Linked DNA regions of Mus musculus: region 1 is linked to region 2. A link is a contact called in public HiChIP or PLAC-seq data. All regions are on one chromosome and are shown on one strand. Each heading gives the region's core, a stretch centred on a gene start, on an enhancer-like site or on the middle of the called end of the contact. The rest is flanking DNA. Distances are from core to core; before and after follow the strand shown. Region 1 overlaps Myom1 (myomesin 1). Region 2 holds the start of Myl12a (myosin, light chain 12A, regulatory, non-sarcomeric).

What was found. HiChIP or PLAC-seq counts read pairs in DNA pulled down with a chosen protein or histone mark.
Region 1: an H3K4me3 HiChIP or PLAC-seq map of intestinal villus epithelium shows a contact between it and region 2, with 7 read pairs. The contact joins the enhancer-like site here to the promoter of Myl12a in region 2. A contact is called at or near these places in 1 of 39 promoter capture datasets (macrophages), 9 of 115 datasets of contacts at active chromatin or transcription factors (bone marrow-derived macrophages, embryonic fibroblasts, embryonic stem cells and 4 more) and 3 of 9 other capture datasets (adipose tissue, liver and pancreatic islet).

What each region holds. Positions count from the first base shown.
Region 1 is chr17:71,093,190-71,095,983 of GRCm38.p6, reverse strand. The region is part of intron 21 of Myom1 (myomesin 1); the gene reads right to left. Among named protein-coding and RNA genes, the nearest start is that of Myom1, 75 kb to the right of the region's middle. Within about 2 kb of position 1,318, at least 43 of the 459 cell types and tissues checked have an H3K27ac peak or open chromatin away from gene starts, as enhancers often do. A contact at or near this core is called in bone marrow-derived macrophages, intestinal villus epithelium and liver, where this site is marked.
Region 2 is chr17:71,001,206-71,003,905 of GRCm38.p6, reverse strand. It overlaps Myl12a (myosin, light chain 12A, regulatory, non-sarcomeric), which reads left to right and starts at 1,373. Exons shown (of 4, transcript NM_026064.2): 1 at 1,373-1,798. It also overlaps a transcript of Myom1 not described here.

The DNA.
Region 1 (2,794 bases), core at 69-2,568, 92 kb before region 2:
CATGGGCGGTATCCTAAGCTTTATTGTCCTGCTTCATGTACATATGTGCACAAGGATGACATACGCCTGGCTTTTAAACCCTCAAAAGAGGAGCAGAATATCAAACAACAGTGTGCCAACTGTCACCAGTGGCTCCCATCTCTAAGCTGTCTTATTTATTTATATTTATCACACTCAACTGGCCTACTATCTTGGTACCTACCCTGTGGCCTCCACTAGACTCGGCTTTCCCAGCTCAACCGTCACAACCATGTGAACAACAAGATGCCTAGGATGAAGGGCACACACTGATGCTACGGGAGTCATGCTGCTCAAGTCACGGTAGTTGTTATTGTTCAAATATGAAATGTCCCTTATAGGCTCGTGTGGTGATGCCTGGTGGTAGCAGTGTTGGTTGTGGTGATTCTTGTGGTACTACTTTGGGAAGCCCAGGGCCCTCTGGAAGTAGGGACTATGCTGAGGATATAAGTCACTGAAGATGGTCTCCTGCCCCTTTCTTCCTCTTTGCTTCCTGTCTGCTACAACATGAGCTGCTCCACCATGTCTTCCTTGCATGGTTGACTAAAACCTCTCAGACCACGAGGTCAATGAATCTTTCCTCCTTTGAAGATTATGTCCGATAGCTGCCACCACTGAGAACTGTGTGCTGGGGTCCAAGGGACAGTTAGGAAGCAGGTATGAGAGCAGTTTTCTTAATTAGCCACTAGTGCTCATCTTCAGAGGAAGCCAGCCTCCTGCCTCAGAATCCCTTAGAGTCCACCCTGAGGCCCCTTGTCCACCTTTGCCTTCTCAGGGCCTTACTAGGTGCTGCATCAACCAAATTGTAGACATTCAGCTGTTAGCTAAATCCCAAGTCATTTTTCTTTGGGAGAATGTAGTCTCCTAGCCTGCTCTGCTGCTTGGGCCCAGCTCCTACTTGAGGCCCTGCTTGGTGTCTGGGGGGCGAGGGGAAGGAGTCTCCTGCCCATCACCTGACTCTCCCACCTGCTACTCTGTTTCTCTGACAAGAATAACTACAAGCTGCACCGCTAACCAGTTAACCTCCTGATCACCTGCCAGGCCAGGTCTCTTTTATTCCCTATCTGATCTGGCTCACCTGGCCTCCACTTCCATTGCTGCTGTGATACAATCAACCAGACACTGTTTAAAAGTGTCAAGCATCAAGAAAAAAAAAAATGTCTTTTTAGGCACCACCAAATTTACACTAAATAGTTCTAACCTCTTCTTTCTGAGGGTTTCTTTAGCTAACAGCTGTCTTGGGAAATCACCACAGGCACACTTGGTCTGTTGTCTGGCTTCTCATTACCAACACAATTGGACTTTGTAGCAGGGCTGGACAACATCTCCTTGGAGCTTCTTTGACTTCAAAGGGAGGCTGATGATCCTACTGACTCCAGTGGATTAAGTGAACTTTCAGCTGAAGTCTAATTACAACCGAGGTATCTTGTTCAGTGTACTTTCAGTGTGCTGTTACTTGAGAAGCCGTATTTTTACCGGAGATTTTAATAATGTATTGCAAATGAAGGTGTTTTTCTCAAATAAAGGCCAAGGGTTTCAATGATCTGAACAGAATCCAGAGTACTTTCTCGCTAAGGGTTGCAAGTTTCACACCCAAAGTCTTGAAATTGATAACATTTCTCTCCTTCTTCCTTCTATTCGTTCTAACATAAAGTCAGCAAAACAATACACTTAACACTTAGAAATGGAATGAGGAAATTACGTAAATTTTAGTCTACATTTAAGTTTTGTTAGCCAGCAACTAACAAAACCTTGAATCCTAGCTCCTAGCCTATTTGGCTTTGCAGTTTGTACAGAGGTCTACCTTAGCTCTCACCATACCAAGCTGTAAACTCTGTTGATGATCCCATGTGATCATAAACCTAACCAGCCTATCCCAGGGCACATACAGGACCTGCCACGCAGTATCATGTTGCAAGAAACTCATGTTGCAAGAGTGGCCATGCCTGCTGACTAGAAACCGATTCCAAACATCACAGGGAAGCATTTTGGCTTTGTGTGCCCGAGGATTCTTTCCTAAGCTGTGAGCGGCTAAGTGTATTCATGTCTGCAGCTGTTAACTTGAGTTACATCCCAAGAATGGAATGGCCATAGATGTGACTTTTGGTGCTTTTCCAAATCAGGAACACGGAACTTGTGTTCAAGAGGTCCACAGCCAGCCCCCAATGATAGTCATGCTAACACGGCATCTGGCTGGCAGCCTGCCATTAGGAAGGTCCTGACTTATTTGGGAACCTATAGCTTAACAGGTGCTTTGTTCTAGATGGGCAGTTCCCTGATACAGTAATCTAAATGTTCTCTGAGGGGTAGATACTGCACATGAACCCATATAAATGTCTATTGGATACCACTGATGTTCACAGCTGAAGAGTCTGACCCCAAGACACCTGTACGCGTGCGCACTTATACATGCCCTGCTGTCTCTGTGTAGCTGGTCATGTGCGCACTTATACATGCCCTGCTGTCTCTGTGTATCTGGTCATGTGCGCACTTATACATGCCCTGCTGTCTCTGTGTAGCTGGTCATAGCATTTTCATCTTTCTTTGGGAATTTTGCAAAGGTTACTATGAAGTGTAGAATTAGCTGCCTCATCCTGTAAAGCTCGATTTTGTCCAATAAATACCTACCAACGGGTTTAGGAGGAGACAAAAGCAGTCATGAAGAAACAGGAAGCAGCGGGCAGACTTGGGAGAGTACGCTGCTGATATTTTTCAAGTAATAAAAGGAGTAGAAATTTCCTGTTTACAGTGTTCTCATCAGGAAAATAAATATGAC
Region 2 (2,700 bases), core at 124-2,623:
TATCTATGGCAATGAATACAGGGTGAACAGAAACCAATTTCATATGAGCTGGGTTCTTTGCCCCTCCAGAGGACCTGACACACTTCTCTCTCCTCTTTCCTCTATCAACTCCTAGAATCGGCACAATTGCCCTCTGGGACATCTTCCACTAGTCCCCAGGTAGGTTTATTTGCTCTTCTGTAACTTATTCATATTTGTTTCCTTGTAGATCTCCGCCCTTTCTCTTCCATCCCACAACCCAGTCCCGAGGTAGCAACTGTTCATTTTAAAACAGGCAAGCCAGAGCCTTCCCCCTCCTCCCACAGCACTTACCAGTCTAAACCTATTGATTCATTTGGCAAGGACATATCAGGCAGCTCCTAGAGAAGCAACAAGGTCCCGTTTTCCAGCTGAGGTGGGACGGATAATGCCCATCCTGAAAAGGGGTTTTGGTGTTCTCCTTCTGGACAGGGAGCTGAGGAAGGCCTAAGCTTTCCAGGGTGACAGGCCACCTCCTCGTAGAGGCATTAGGGCATTGCTGCACTGCCTCAGAATCCACGGTCTCTGACTGCTCAGACCTCTGAGTTTGTACTGTCATAGCCAGCCACCAGCTGTGTCCCCAGTCTTCCTTAAAAGTCATGTTGGGCCCCTTAAAGTCCCTGAAGATGAAGAACACACTCTTAAAGACCTTGGTGTAGGGAGCTGGAGATGAAGTACCCAGTTATTTGTATTTGTACAAGTATCAAAGGGAGAAAAATTTTGTTTCTGACATCTGTAGGATTAGGACATTTTCCCCCTCAGCGGCTCTGCTTTTGAGTTAACTTCAAACCATATCACTGATTAATGGGAGGAATGTTTCTTGAAGAAAACATCCAGTCTTGGGGATACGAATCCCGCCAGGCTCGTAATAATCTCTCTTCCTTTAAATAAGAACTATTGTTAGCAGCTGCTCCACGCAAGGAGACCCGGCGGGTAAATTGGTCCAGCACTTTATTCCAATTACATCATTCACCCTCGAGCGACATAGGTGGAGCAAGCAGGAGTCACCATCAGGGTAAAGGGGGACTCTTGTAGAAAGTTCCAGAGAACGTTTGGGAAGAGGGCAATCGATATTGAATTCATGAACTCTTAAGTGGACCAAAGAGACAGCGCGGCGGCGGCCCTGAAACTTCAGTGTTTCCTCCCGCGTGGGAAGCGTGAAGAACTCCATAAAAAACTCCCACGCTGCCCAGACCCAGAGGCGCTGACCTAGACAGTGAGTCACCCTAGCTTCCTGCGCAGGCGCGCTCCAGCTGCGGGGCGAGGGGAGGCCCCGGGCTCTGGGGGGCGGGGCCAGGGCCAGTCACGTGACGTCCGCGGCCCGGCTCCTCAATTGCCCTAAAAGGACTTAGACGGGGGTCCCCGCCTCTCGCCGCGCTCTGGAATGCGGGCAGAGGGAGAGCTCCGGGCCAGGCGCAACCATCTGCTGACAGGGGGGAGGGCGCAGAATCACAATTCTAAAAGAGACGGGAGAAAGAGGAAGAGCCGGTGATTAGACCGAGAGACCCTCCACAGGATTCTTTAAGCCCTACTCCGCGTCCCGGACTCCCCGTCGGCGCCCCACGCCTGCCATCCGCTCTGTCACCTTCCCCGAGGCGCCCCCTCCCGTCCGGGCTGGCGCACCGAGGCGAAGGAGCATGGCCGCTAGGCTTCCTTCCGGTTCGCGAGCGGAGGCCGGAAGTGGCCGTACTGCGGAGTCTGGAAAGTTAGAAAGTCTGGGAGGGCGGCAGCGGCGGAGCTTCGCGGAGACGCTCACTCTCGGTTCTCGCGGCTGAGCAGGGTGAGTGGTGCTGGCCGCGGCGCGGGGCGGGGGCGGCTCGGTCCGGCCCGGGAAGGTGTCCCCGCGGGGCGGCGGGGACCGGCGGGAGCCGCGGCTCGGGGAGCGTACCTGGGCATGTGTGCGCGAGCCGGGGGAGAGCTGGAGCGAGCTGGGGGCGGCCGGGGCGCAGACCCCGCTCTGCTTCCCACACTAGGAACTTGGGAAATGTTGCTTAGCTCGCCGGCGCCGCGCGCCTTGGATCCTTGCCTCCCCGCGAAACCAGAGAGCCCCAGAGAGCTGACTCCGGAGCTCTGTTGAGTTGCTAACGTAAACTTGCCGGGATCGAGGAGGGAGTGTGCGGATAAAACCGTAAGATAGCACCGCCACCCTCGGCAACTGTCGTCGCAGCTGCGCGGCTATGTGTAGTAGCAAGACCCTGTTCAGATATACAACTCTAGTGTGCGCCCCTCTAAGTAAAACTTTTTTAAAGCGGTATTTGAACAGAGAGGAGATTTAGAGCTTCTTTTGCCTGTCGAGGGGGCTAAGTCGACTCTACAGAGGAGTGTTATTAAGAGTCTTTCAGTAGGCGTATAAACTATATTATAGATCTTTAGAGATCTTTTAAGATTTTAACATCTGAAGTGCAGACGTTGTATCAAAAGGTGACGAAAGCGAATCTTCACTAAAATTGCTGATATTTTCTTTTTTTTCTGGATGGCCTTTGATGAGGATTAATTAGAAAGGTATTTTGTCTTCAAAAGTGAGGTGTAGTTGACAAGTCGATCCTGGCGACTAATGACTTTTAAAAGGTGCTCAAAACTTTTTTTGGGTGTGGCTGTGGGAAGATCCAAGCTGACTGTCAACCGGAAGTGTGCCTAAGAAATAAAGACTTGGTTTTCCTTGAAACTGAAATACCAACTTTT